2 separate regions of the Mus musculus genome follow, and region 1 is linked to region 2. A link is a contact called in public Hi-C data. All regions are on one chromosome and are shown on one strand. The core of a region is the stretch at or near the end of the contact, and the rest is flanking DNA. Distances in the headings are between cores, read along the strand shown.

Region 1 (6,435 bases), core at 2,099-4,598, 120 kb after region 2:
CCATCTTTCCCTTCCTGACTCCATTTCCATAGCTGTCTACTCAGGACACCACGATTAGCTTAGTCTTCAACTTGCTGAATTCTTGGCTGGAGCCACCTAAATGCACCCTCCCTGAGGACTAGCCGTCATGGTACCAGAAGGTGCCAAACAAGCTTCCAAAGGAGGTAGGTAACCAACAGTCCTACCAAGCTATGTCACCTATGAACCACATCAATGACTAGCATGACACAATAACTCTCAGAGTACACTCTCGGGTGACACACATATCCTGGCAGTAACCAACAGCTCTCTAATTGGACTTAGGACCCACTCAACAGGAGAGAAACAATGCCTGGTATCAAAAACCTAGCAAAGTCCTCAGTGCTAGCTAAGCCATGGTTATTGGAGGAGAATCTACACCACAACTAATCCTTAACAATAATTCGTAAACATTTGTCATTATAATTACAAATAAGTATAGTCTTCGGCCCTCGTCAAGAAAACTTCTTTTTGCAGCAGGAATCACCAAGAAAGGTGATAATAACCAACCAAACTGCAGAGCTGTGAAGTCCAGTCCCAGTGGATATATGTACAAAATATTCCTGCACCTAAGGGCAGGAAACATTGAAGAAGAGGAGATGGAAATATTGCAAGAGCCAGAGGATCAGGGAGTTTGCTATGAGATTGTGTCTCCTAGGAATGTCAGAAGCTGCACCCATGGAATCTCACCCAACACAGCTGCCTAAACATGCAGATCGGGGATGACACCAATCTAGACCAGGGAAATCCTACAAGGTCTCAACCCTACACAAGAACTTAGGGACCTGAGGAGAGCTTAGAATGGGAGAAGTGGCCCTCCTCATGGAAGAGCACACCAACCTATTGTCCCACGCCAAACAGTCAGCCCTGAAGTAGCATTATACAGACTGAACAGGTTATATTTAGGAATATATAGGTATATAGGTATATGCATGCAGTAACAGTAGAAAAAGGAGACCATGATTTGAAGGAGAATGGGAAGGGACTCAAGAAAGGAAAGGGAAGGGAGAGATGTATTAAAATAGAGTCTCAAAAATAACAAATTTTTAAGTATACATCAGGTATTTGTACTGTTCTTTCCATGACTGCTTTAATAAAACCTGATGCATATCAAAAATTAATTAATAAATATTTGGACAGCAATTTTTCTTTGTCTTTATTCTTCTCTCGTGCAATACATCCCAAACAGACCTTCCCTGCCTTCTCCTCCCCTCCCTCCCTCCCAGTTTCCACCATACCTCCCTTGCCCCCTGATCTGCTGCTCCTCCATTTCCCTTCAAACGAGAGCAGAACACCCAGCTATATCAATTGAACATGGCATAACAAGATGCAATAAGACTAGGCACAAACCCTCAGTAGAAGGAAAAGGTCCCACAAGCAAGCTAAAAAAAAAAAAAGTCAGAGACACCCCCACTTCCACTGTTAGAAGTCTCACAAAAACTCCAAGCTGTACAACCACAGCATATATGCAGAGGGCCTCGTGCACACCAAAGCATGCTCCTTTGGTCTCTGTGAGTCCCTCCACCCCAATATTTTAGCTCAATTGTCATCATGTAAGGAAACCGCCCTAGCTGGATAAAGTGATTCCCCTCTAGCCTTCCAAATATTTAATCATAAGTATACCATGTGTACAGGTTACACCATAGCACTTATCAGCTTTTACTGTGGATATAAATTGGTTGCCCAGGTTTTTAGATAGGCTTATGCTCCTTCAGCCAAAAGCTATCTCTGTCCTATTTTAGCTTTCTATCTTTGTAACCTCAACACAGATGATGATGGTGTGTGTGTGTGTGTGTGTGTGTGTGTGTGTGTGTGTGTTACTGAACTAAAAATATTTGATGTCACCTTAAAGGCTCAGCTTACATCAAGCCACCTTGCAGAAATCATCCCCCACCATGTATGTGGAGGCCAAAGGGCAGCTGTGGGAGTTGGTTCTCTCCTTCCACTATGTGTGTCCCAGGGATCAAATTCAGGTCATCTGGAGGCAAGCATCTTTACCTGCTGAGCCAACTCACTGTCCCATAATATTTACTTAAGTGGAAGAAAATTTTACTTAAATCTTTTACACCTTCCAGTTTTATTAGAATAGGTATGTGTTCCTTCTAGTCACGCAGAAATACAAAATGCATTGAAATTTACCAGTTCTCTCAAACATGAATGAGGAGGAAAACTCAGAGTGACCATGTAGAGGAAAATTCAGAGTGACTCGTACTTCCAAGTCAGGAAATGTTGGAGGAATGACACACTTCTGCTCTCTGGCACAAACTAAATTTGTTCTGCTGTAACAATCTGCAGCAAAGGGACTGTGACTCTTCCTGGCTGGTGTCTTTCTTGGGTTGCTCTCCCAATCCCCTGGCCACTATAACCCAGAGCTTAATAATAAATGTAACTTGGTGATGCTGTCATGCATAATTCAACACTTATTGACTTGCAAGGGACCAGCATTCTCCAAGTGTTTGCAACAAAGCCATTAGTCTTCTATGCTTTTCATATGTGAAGACAACTCAGAACCAACTTGCCATCAGAAACGCAAGAGGACGAAGGCTACTAACAGCTGAGGAATCTACTTAGAAACAGCCAAGCTCAAAGCAGGAGCTTATTTTATATACTCCAGGCACCACACATTCACAGACAGGGAGTGAGAAACCAAGATGTGTATCTAGCCAGGAATCACGTTTCCATGGAGATCTCATAACTCCTGCACCTGCCTTTCTTCTCTTAGCCAGGGTGTTGTGTCCATTTGGTCTCTGCAGGCTTTGCCCATCTGCAATGCAGCTGGGGCCTCAGCTGCTTAAAGACTGCTAATAAGCCTAGAAAATTAACCCAAAAGCCAGACAATAATGTTTACAGTAATTATCTTGTGATTGATTGTCATATATTGTTTTTTTTTTTAATTTAGAGACAAAAAGACTCGGGACCATTTCTCATTGGCAGTAGCAGCAAAACACTGGAAATCACTTTAATGTTCAACATGAGGGGAGTTTTGAAGTCAATAGTGGCGTATAGCTGCATGTGACGAGACACTTTAAAGTGTGAAATCACTTTCTGGAAGATGATTTAATGGAGAGGAGAATGTATATGAGAAAACACAGCCTCCGACCTGAGTCTACAGAGTAACTCCAATATGCAGATGAAGATGAGAGTTTCATGCTTCAAGGAACTGATTTTATACAATTCCTCCAAAGTCTGGAGCATAGGATTTCAATGTAGCCTCTCTACTGCCCTTCCAGGGGTCAGATAGGCTTGCAAATGTTTGAAGAGTAACACTGACCACACAAAGTCATCCAGACAGACTAGCAGAGTCTCAGAGAACAGATGGCCAATGAGAGAATTGGTCCATGTGCCAAAGACCCGCTGGCTGATCTCTGTGGGTGTTTCCACGGCATGGGAGGAAGGGAACTATTGGCTTTATTCTGTGGCACTAGAAATTCAAACACACACAGAAGGCCAGTGGTCTCTGGGTTCATCCTGACCCAGTTCCATCCTCGTAGCTGGCAGATGATGCTCACTGGAGTAAGGCCCAGGCAGCAGCTTTGCTCAGTCTTCCTTGCTAAGCCCTGTGATTCTGCCCACAGTCACTAGCCTATTCCTTTGTACAGGTTCTATGTACACCCTAGCTGAAATATCTTTTTTTTTTTTTTTTGGAGGATGGAGAGATGATTCACCGCTTAAGATCACTTGTTGCTCTTGCAACCCACAAGATGGCTCACAACCATCTGTAACTCCAGGTGCAGAAGATTTAATGCCCTCTTCTGATCTCCATGTGCACTAGGCACATACAAGATACATAGACATACATGCAGACAAAACACTCATACATATAAAATAAGTAAATATAAAAACAATTTTATTTCAAAGAATTGTTATTATTATTATTATAAAGGATCTCATTACTGTGTAGTCCTAATTGGCCTGAAACTCTGTATATACACCAGGCTGGCTTCAAACTCAGATCTACCTGCTCCTGCCTCCCAAGTGCCAGGATGGGATTAAAGCATGCGCTACCAGGCCTGGCTTATTTTTATCCTTTGTCATTTATGTGCTATGTTTGTGCCCTGTGTGGGTTTGTGCACATTGAGTGATGATGCCCATGGAATCAAGAAGAGAGTATTGAATCCCCTAGTGATGGAGTTATAGGCAGTTATAAGTCATCTCATGTGGGTGCTAGGGACTGAACTCATATCTTCTGAATGCAATATGTATTCTTTTTAATTGTTTTGCTTTGGTTTTTGTTTTGTTTTGTTGAAACAGGGTCTCTCTTATGTAGACCTGGCTGTCCTGGAACTTGATATATAGATCAGGCTGGGCTTGAACTCAGAGATCCTCCTGCCTCTGCTTCTCAAGTGCTGGGATTATAGGTGTGCACCACCACACCTGGCAATATGTACTCTTAGCCACTAATCCAATTCTCCAGTCCCATCTGGAGCTTCTTCATCTTCTCTGGCAGGGGAACGCTTCCATCCTTTTTTCTTCTTCATCATCTTGTTTAACGCACATAAGCGTATGCACTGGACACTTTGAGGTGAGGGTTTTCAAACTATTCATATCCAAAGCTTGAGAACACATCTCTGTTAGGTTTCAAAGAACAGTGTTGAGCATTTGAAAAGCAATAGAATGGAAATTTGGTAAGGAATGACATGGACTGAGGGCCAGGGAATACAATGGGAAAAGTACCATAACAATGGTAATCAGACTTGCCTCCTGCCACATAAATATTTGTGCATGGTAAATATCAGAAAGAGAGACACTCCATTAACAATCATTACAACTTTTATTTCAGTATGGAGGGATGGAAGATTCTTTAGACATACTTTTTCAAGTTTTCTGCAATAAGCATATTCTGCCATAGAGATGCAGTCTACATCAGTATCTGTTTCCAATGACAGTGTGTAACATGAAAATAAAATCACATATAAACAAAACTGAATGTCTCTTTTTTGTCCACCAAATACAATACTCAAGCAAGCCCTGATCAACCCAATTAGCAATACCTGTGGCTCTGAAATATATTGCTGCTTTAAGTAAGCTCTAGATAAATTAATCAGGTTGCAGCTAAAGTCCATGATAAGGGCTTAGCAAGCTGGCTCAGCAGATAAAGGAGCCTGCTTCCAGGACTAAAATCCTGAGTTCAATTCCAGGACCCCACTTAACAGAAGAGAACTGACTCAATTTTCTCTTCTGACCTCCATGTTTGTCCCTTGGCATGTGTGCAAATGCACACACTCACACATCCACAAACACACACACAGTAAGTAAATACATAAAATATAAATAATAAAGGGATATTGTGACACACGCCTTTAATCTCAAGCATTTGAGAGATCTCTGTGTGTTTGAGGCCAGCTTGGTCTGTATAACAATTGTTCTAGAACAATTGCAGAACCATTCTAGAACAGTTCTAGAACAATCAAGTGTGTATATCTGTTCATTCATGCACACACAAACACATACACAAAAAAAAATAAAGAAACAGAGAAAAAAATTTTGCTTGTACCTATCAGAGAATATATTTCATTAATTCTTCCATAAATCAATACAAAGTATTTTGATTATTTTAATCCTACTCCTCTCCCAAATGTAATTCTTTAAATTATTTTAAATGTTGAACTATACAAAGAAAAATCAACACTTACCCCCTCAATCTACCTACAAAAGGTAACTGCTATCAACCATTATCAACAATTTAAAAGATATGTTTCCAGCTCCTTTCAGGCACATATATAAATATGCCTTACATAACATTCTGTATCTCTTCTTTAACAGTACAAGGAGTCGTTTTTATGTCAGTGTGCACAGGCTGGCGCCTTTGTCTAAACATCTAGGCAGTATTTATGTTCTACAGTCACTTTCTCCCCCAAGAGAGAGAAATCCTGCAGGAAAGTAAGAATGAACATGATGGGGAAACCAAGGCATTTTATAAATGGTGTAGGAGGTGTAGATAGTCATTTCAAACACTCGTGATTAGAACCATCTGTCGACACATACTGGAACAAGGCCCAAGGGGATCAAGATTTAAGCTTTAAGCATGAGGTCTGCAAAAGAAAAGCTGAGCAGATGTGTGTGGCATGGGGGTGTGGGGATGCGTCCCTCCACCATGAATAGGAATGCAGCTCTTTACCATGGCAGAACATCTCCAAGCAACAATGTCAGCATGGGTGAGTTTGAACACACAAATGTCTTACCATCTGGAGAGAGAAAAGGAAAGAAGGAAAGAGAACCCAGAAAGATAAATGAATCAGGGAGCCTGCCTTGGCCTTAGTATTGCCACTTACTTTGTTGAACACACATAGGCAAAAGCAGATTTCTTTATATCACTGTAAATGACACACTGTCTTAGCATGCTAGTAAGGTGTGCAGCATTCACCTCCCAGTGCAAGTCCGAATCCTTGACATCAGGAATTGCAGGTCTTCTTTTCC
Region 2 (6,203 bases), core at 3,317-5,816:
AAATACCACAAGCTGTGTTCAAGTTCACAGTCCTCCTGCTTCCACCCAAGCTCAGTCTCAGTTTTACTGAAGCACAATCATGTCTACTGGTTTATATACTGTCTTCATATCATTTGGATTACAGAATGGGATTTGAATACCTGTGACAGGGGCCATCTGGGCTTCAAAAATGTTTGCTATCTCAGTCTTTTCATAAATGCTTGTTAACTCCTTTGCCAAAGTCAAGGTCTAGAACCACACAAGACACATTCCAATGTTTATCCCTGAAGTTATTAAATCTGTGTTTATAAAGACTTTCTTGTCTTGTGATATATATTTTTAAAGACACAAAACCTATTTTTAATCCAAGACTGTTTCACAGATACCAGCATATTATAGACCAGAAATATGTATGTACCTACTTGTTGAATCAATGAATTTGGTGCTGGGCAGCTTTTGAACTCCTGGGGACCATACTTATTCTTTATCTTGAATGATAAACTGGTTCATGGTAAGTACTCAATAGCTTCATATATCTTGGGCTCTATTTGGACACTAAATGTAGAGGGTACATATGTTTTTCAGACCATTTGGTGATCAAGACAAACCCATGGCTCTATTATGATAAATTTCTTCTATTCCACACCATTTGTGCTCATCCTCTCTATAACTTCACAAAATCCTTTCTGCCTCGAGCCCTGATGCCTGAGGCTTGGATCTGACAGTCCTGGTCTGCTAACTGACTTGCAAGCTGGTCCTCTATCCTTCAGAATACATCTGTGCTTCACACCATGGTACTTAACTGCCTACGGGGACTCTGCATGTGGGTATGCTGAAGCCCATCAGTCATCCAAGCCACATGGGCACTCAGCCACTAACTCTCAGTACAAGAGGAGCTGGGAGCAGATGCTATTGGATTCTTGGAAGACACATAAAGAAAACATGATGGACCAGACCTCTGGCTTACCCCTTCCAAAATGTATTGTTACTTGGATATGGAAGATGGTTTAATAGTCTGTCATTCGAGAAAACAAGATTTGGGAATCAAAGAAAGCTACGAATCAAAAAGACTTGGAAAAAAAACAAGCTATGATACTAGCTATGAAAGTTTGAGTTAATAAATTAATTAGTGTCCATAATATAACATCTTAATGGCAAAATGACTATAAAACTTATAACTTTGCAGGATATCCAACAGTGACAAGCTATACGTGTGTGTGTGTGTGTGTGTGTGTGTGTGTGTGTGTGCTTATATGTGTATGTGTAAATATATACATATGTAAATATATACATTTATATTCTCCTTGACTTTCATATACTTGATGTCACAAGGAAAATAACCTTTGGAAGTTCCTACTTACCAAGCATTCCTTTCTTGGAACTGGACAGACACATGTCTTTCTCTGCACTTGGCAGAGCAAAGCTCACTACAAATATTTCCACTCCATCAGCCATCAAGGCCAAACCCAAGACGAAGAAGAGGGTCCACTGGAAGCGCCCATGGCCACACTCATCAATGATGGTCTCATATTGGTGAGCCAGCTCCTCCTCATCTTCCATCCTCTCAGCCATCAAGTCTGCCTGGCCCCCAAGACCATCTGCTCTGGAGGGCGCCATCTTGGTCTGCTTAGACTTGACATCATCTGGATGAGGGATGCCTTGGTACTCGCCTTCATAGATCTCATCTTCCTCGTCATGGCCTTCTGTAACATCGCTCTGTGCATCTTCTTCCTGATTCTGCTCATTGCTACGGTAGTAGCCATCACTAGGGGCATAGCCCTCATAGTTGTCCCGATACCTGTAGTCATCCATTCCTTGGTTCTGGGATTGTCTGGTAGCCGCTCAAGCTATATCTCTTGCTCTGTGGTAAATATTTGGGCTGTTCCAATAACCATCATCTATTATATCATTGAAATGGTGAGCATGCTCATGAGACTTTTTCAATAAAATCACCTTTTCAATTTGTTTCTCAAATCAACCAAATTCATACAAAGACAACCTAAGTAGCCTTTTGTGCTGGTGTGTGTTAAACGTCTTCGGAAAGTATCAAATTCTGGTCTGTTCTCCTTATATGACCCAGAGGCTTGTGCTGGGAGTAACTAAAAATGGGTCCAGCTGCTCTCTTTGACAAGGTCGGAGCAGTGCTTGGCAGCTCACTGGCTGTGATGTTTGTCCTTCTCCTGAAGGTTATAGCCTAGGAATAGAGACAGAAAAAATAGTTAGAACAGTCTGAATAGATAGACTAGTTAGAAAAGTCTGAGATTCTGACATGATCTTTGAATTAAATGAAGATATTTACTAATACTCATATTTCATGTGTAAGGTGAAGCATATTTTGGTTAGACATTTGAACTCACATAAGCTAAGTGAGGAAGGAATTGTAAGGGTAGTGAATGCAACCATGGGTAGAGAAGCTCTTTGAGCTTTGAAGAACCCGGTGAAGGTCAAAGATCAGATCTTATACAGGAATTCAAAAGGAAGTGGTCAAGGAATTTTTCAGTACAAGGCTATTTTGTGTTACGGGTTTCCTTTGAACTTATCAAGCTTTTGCCAACAGTAGAACTATCCCATGGGTCAATTTCTCTTGTGAAAATGTATGCTTTTCCAGCTTCAATATGAAGTAATTGTATCACTTTACATTTAGAAGTATAGAATGCAGAAATAGCTTTCTCTAGAGCCCAGCTTGCTTTTGAGATCAGCACTGTGGCTCAAAGGCCTCTATGACCTTGTACTTGGCTCAAATGGGTAAGAACAGGAGTCAAATATGAGACTCAGAGCCATATCTCCCAGATTTTTATGGGAGACCTGAGGCTTGGAAAGAGTCTGTCATACATGAGAGTCATGTTTCATGAGACAATATTACTTAATGTATAAGATTATATAGCAAGTATCCAGCCTACAGGTCAATATTATTTCAGGCAATATCATTGTTCCTACTTCCATTCTGGAAAGCCAGGGACCAATATTGTCTAGGTGCAAAGCACTGTCTTATAACCCAGATCGAATCACAGGTTCGCTCTCTTGAGTCCAACACCCACGAGGTAGATTCTCTGCCCAAGCTACCTTCTAGAAAAGTGGTTTTCAATCTGTGGATCATGACCCTTTGTTGTCAAATGACCCTTTCACAGAGGTGTCCTCAAGCCATCAGAAAACACAGATATAGACATTCTGATCCATAACAGTAGCAAAATTACAGTTATAAAGTAACAGTAAACATAATGGTTTGGAGTCACTACATGAAGAACTGTACTGTCAGATCACAGCATTAGGAAGTTTGACAACTCCTGTTCTAGAATCTCAAGTCTCACAAGATTTGAGCCATCACCAAATGATGCTTACCATGTACCCAAGTGTGGACTGAAAATGAGCTATTTACAGAGAACTAGAGAAGGTGGGGAAAGTAAGGGAAAAAAAGCCCATCTGCCAACAAATTCAGAGCCATCAATCCTTACTAAGCCTCCTTCCACACATGGCACCCACTGCCTTTCCTTGCTTTCAGTAGGTGCTACGTCACAAAAGACCCCACACAGTTGCCCTTGCAGCAGCTGCTAGACTCCTCCCCCTGCCCACACTCTAAATCTGAGCTCTCTGCCCAATACCTGCTACCTGGTTCTCCCCATCTTCACCCTTAGAGAGACTCTAGCTCTGGGAACTCTCTAACTCCAATAATACAATGCATTTTCTCATGGAAGGAGGATAAAAAGCTCTGGCTCTCAATGCAGACACTATTGTGGGTGCCAAGAAGTACATGCTGACAAGAGCCTGATATAGCTGTCTCCTGAGAGACTCTGCCAGAGCATGACAAATACAGAGGTGGATGCTCGCAGCCCATCATTGTACTGATCACCGGGTCCCCAATGGAGGATTCAGAGAAAGGACTGAAGGAGCTGAAGGGGTTTGCAACCCCATAGGAAGAACAACAATATCAACCAACCAGAGCTCCCAGGGTCTAACCCACCTACCAAGGAGTACACATGGAGGGACCCATGGCTCCAGCCACATATGTAGCAGATGATAATCTTGTTGGGCATCAAAGGGAGAAGAGGCCCTTGGTCCTATGAAGGCTCAATGTCCCAGTATAGGGGAATGCGAGGGCAGGGAGGCAGAAGTGGATGGGTAGGTGGGGGTACACCCTCATAGAAGCAGGAGGAAGGGGTTGGGGCAAGGGGCTTGGGGGAAGAATCGGGAAAGGGGATAACATTTGAAATGTAAATAAATAAAATATCCAATAAAAAGAGAAAGAAAAAGAAAAAAGAATGGAATTCTAGGGCCTCTCTCTAAAAGACACCGAAAACTGCAGTGTGAAAATCAGGCCTGGAAATATCATTTTTCATTAGCCCCTCCACCCACCTGGGGGACTCAGAGAAACAGTACTGAAAAAGCTAGCAAGAAATACTAAGAAGAATGACTCTCACTCTGCTCTTGCAAAAATGTTCACCATCTCCACAAAATAAACTGGCCAGGCTGGCCAGGATCACGTCAGATTAATATTCTAAATTGGTTTTCATTGCATGCATTTAGGAACCCTGGGAGGACAATAAATCACACACAAACAGCAGAAATGTTAGCAGGATGCTGTCACATGGAGAAGGAATGCCAACTGCCTGAGATCTGCTCTGTTATTTCTATTCTGGAGGCCCCACAAAAATGTCACGAGCCAGGAAGGAAAGATTTTCAATTCTGAAAGCATATGTGGGAAATACCACTTTGGGTAAAGATTCTGGGACTTTCTCTGTGAAAAGAAAACAGGCCTTTGTCAAAACCAACCCCACTCACCCAATCTGGTTCGAAGAACTGCGGTGAATGTCAAGTGCAGTGAATAACAGGGGCCTCCCTCTCCAACATTTTTTTAGTTTGTCTTGACGCTTCTATCTCATTGAGAAATGCCAAGTAATTATATTTTTAACAGAATGTTTTCTGGAGAACACACCAATTAGTCATTTGCAACACTGTGAGTTAAATTGCTTCCTTCACAAAGGATAAACTGAACCCTGACCCTCAGGATCTCAGAGTGTAATCTCATTAAGAATAGAGCCTAAGACTGGAGAGGCTGATCGGTGGGTTAGTGCTTGATGGACAAGCATGAGAACCTGAGTCAGATGCCCAGGAAGCACTTGGGCGATAGGAAACGGGGCTTCTTGGACTTCCTTGCCTTTAGGCTCGCTGGAAAGTGAAATCCTCTGTGAGCTCCACTTTTACTGAGAGATCCTGCTTCAACATGTGTGTGTGTCAGAGATAGCCAGAAAGAAAGGCATCCAGTGACTTTTTCTAGCCTAGGCATTCATTCATACACACACACACACACACACACACACACACACACACACACACACACGTAGGACATTGGGGGAGCCTAAATTAACTGTGACCTGTGAAAAAGCACATCTGGATGTGGAGACAGGGAGACAGATATGCATGGAGGGAAGATGATGCAGACAATCAGAGACAGTGTCATCTGCAAGATACAACAGGCTTGAGGCCACCAACAGTTGTGAAGTGGGCTGAGAACACTCTCCCTGATGGTTGTAAGAAAGAACCAAGCTGCTGACACCTATCTCTGGAACTGGGGCGTGGCCAGTTTTGATCCAAAATATGTAGTATCCATTACTTAACCCTTTGAAAGAACAGAACTCATCTTGATAAGAGAGTGGATCCTACTTCTACAATTGAGTCCTTCTCCCCACCCTCACCTTGCATTTCTCAGAATCCTTTGTGCTTAAAGCCCTGCATAAATGGACACACTTTAACCCCATTCTCAAGAGGCTGAGCCATTATGGAAAAGTAAAGTTGAAACAACATAGATCATCCCACGGTGATGAAACTTACATCTGGTTAATCTTCATTGTCAACTTGAATGGATTGAGGATCCTTTAGGAAAGATATCTTTGGGAACATCTAAGGGCATTACAAGACAGATTTAACTGATGAGGGCAACTCCACTCCATAGTCTGGAGTCCCAGATATAATAAAACATCAGGTGCTCTGCTCCCTCACTAAAGATGCAACAGAGGTATTGAAAACGAGCAGAGAGGGTGTGCAGAGCCAAGATCTGAGATTTCACCGGTGGGGATGTGAGCAAAAAAATTCTGGGCTTGGGGACAATGAAACAAAGGAGACACATGTGCCAGAAGACATGTGTGGAACATGTCTTGTAGGTGAGAAGATGAGGAGATGAACCAGCCATGATTCCAAACAGCCAACGGCTAGATTGCCAGTACTACCAG

The links. A called contact is a pair of places that touch in the nucleus more often than the background predicts.
Region 1: a contact with region 2 is called in a Hi-C map of cortical neurons, with 2.4 times the contacts expected there. The contact joins two enhancer-like sites. A contact is called at or near these places in 3 of 484 Hi-C or Micro-C datasets (cortical neurons, nephron progenitors and uterus).

The regions. Positions count from the first base shown.
Region 1 is chr7:75,326,488-75,332,922 of GRCm38.p6, forward strand. 1500012K07Rik (RIKEN cDNA 1500012K07 gene) reads left to right here. Exons shown (of 3, transcript NR_045814.1): 3 at 2,918-4,932. Among named protein-coding and RNA genes, the nearest start is that of Sv2b, 20 kb to the left of the region's middle. Within about 2 kb of position 3,349, at least 34 of the 459 cell types and tissues checked have an H3K27ac peak or open chromatin away from gene starts, as enhancers often do. A contact at or near this core is called in cortical neurons, where this site is marked.
Region 2 is chr7:75,204,750-75,210,952 of GRCm38.p6, forward strand. Sv2b (synaptic vesicle glycoprotein 2 b) reads right to left here. Exons shown (of 13, transcript NM_153579.4): 2 at 1,341-2,173. The coding sequence starts at 1,791. Among named protein-coding and RNA genes, the nearest start is that of 1500012K07Rik, 100 kb to the right of the region's middle. Within about 2 kb of position 4,567, at least 17 of the 459 cell types and tissues checked have an H3K27ac peak or open chromatin away from gene starts, as enhancers often do. A contact at or near this core is called in cortical neurons, where this site is marked.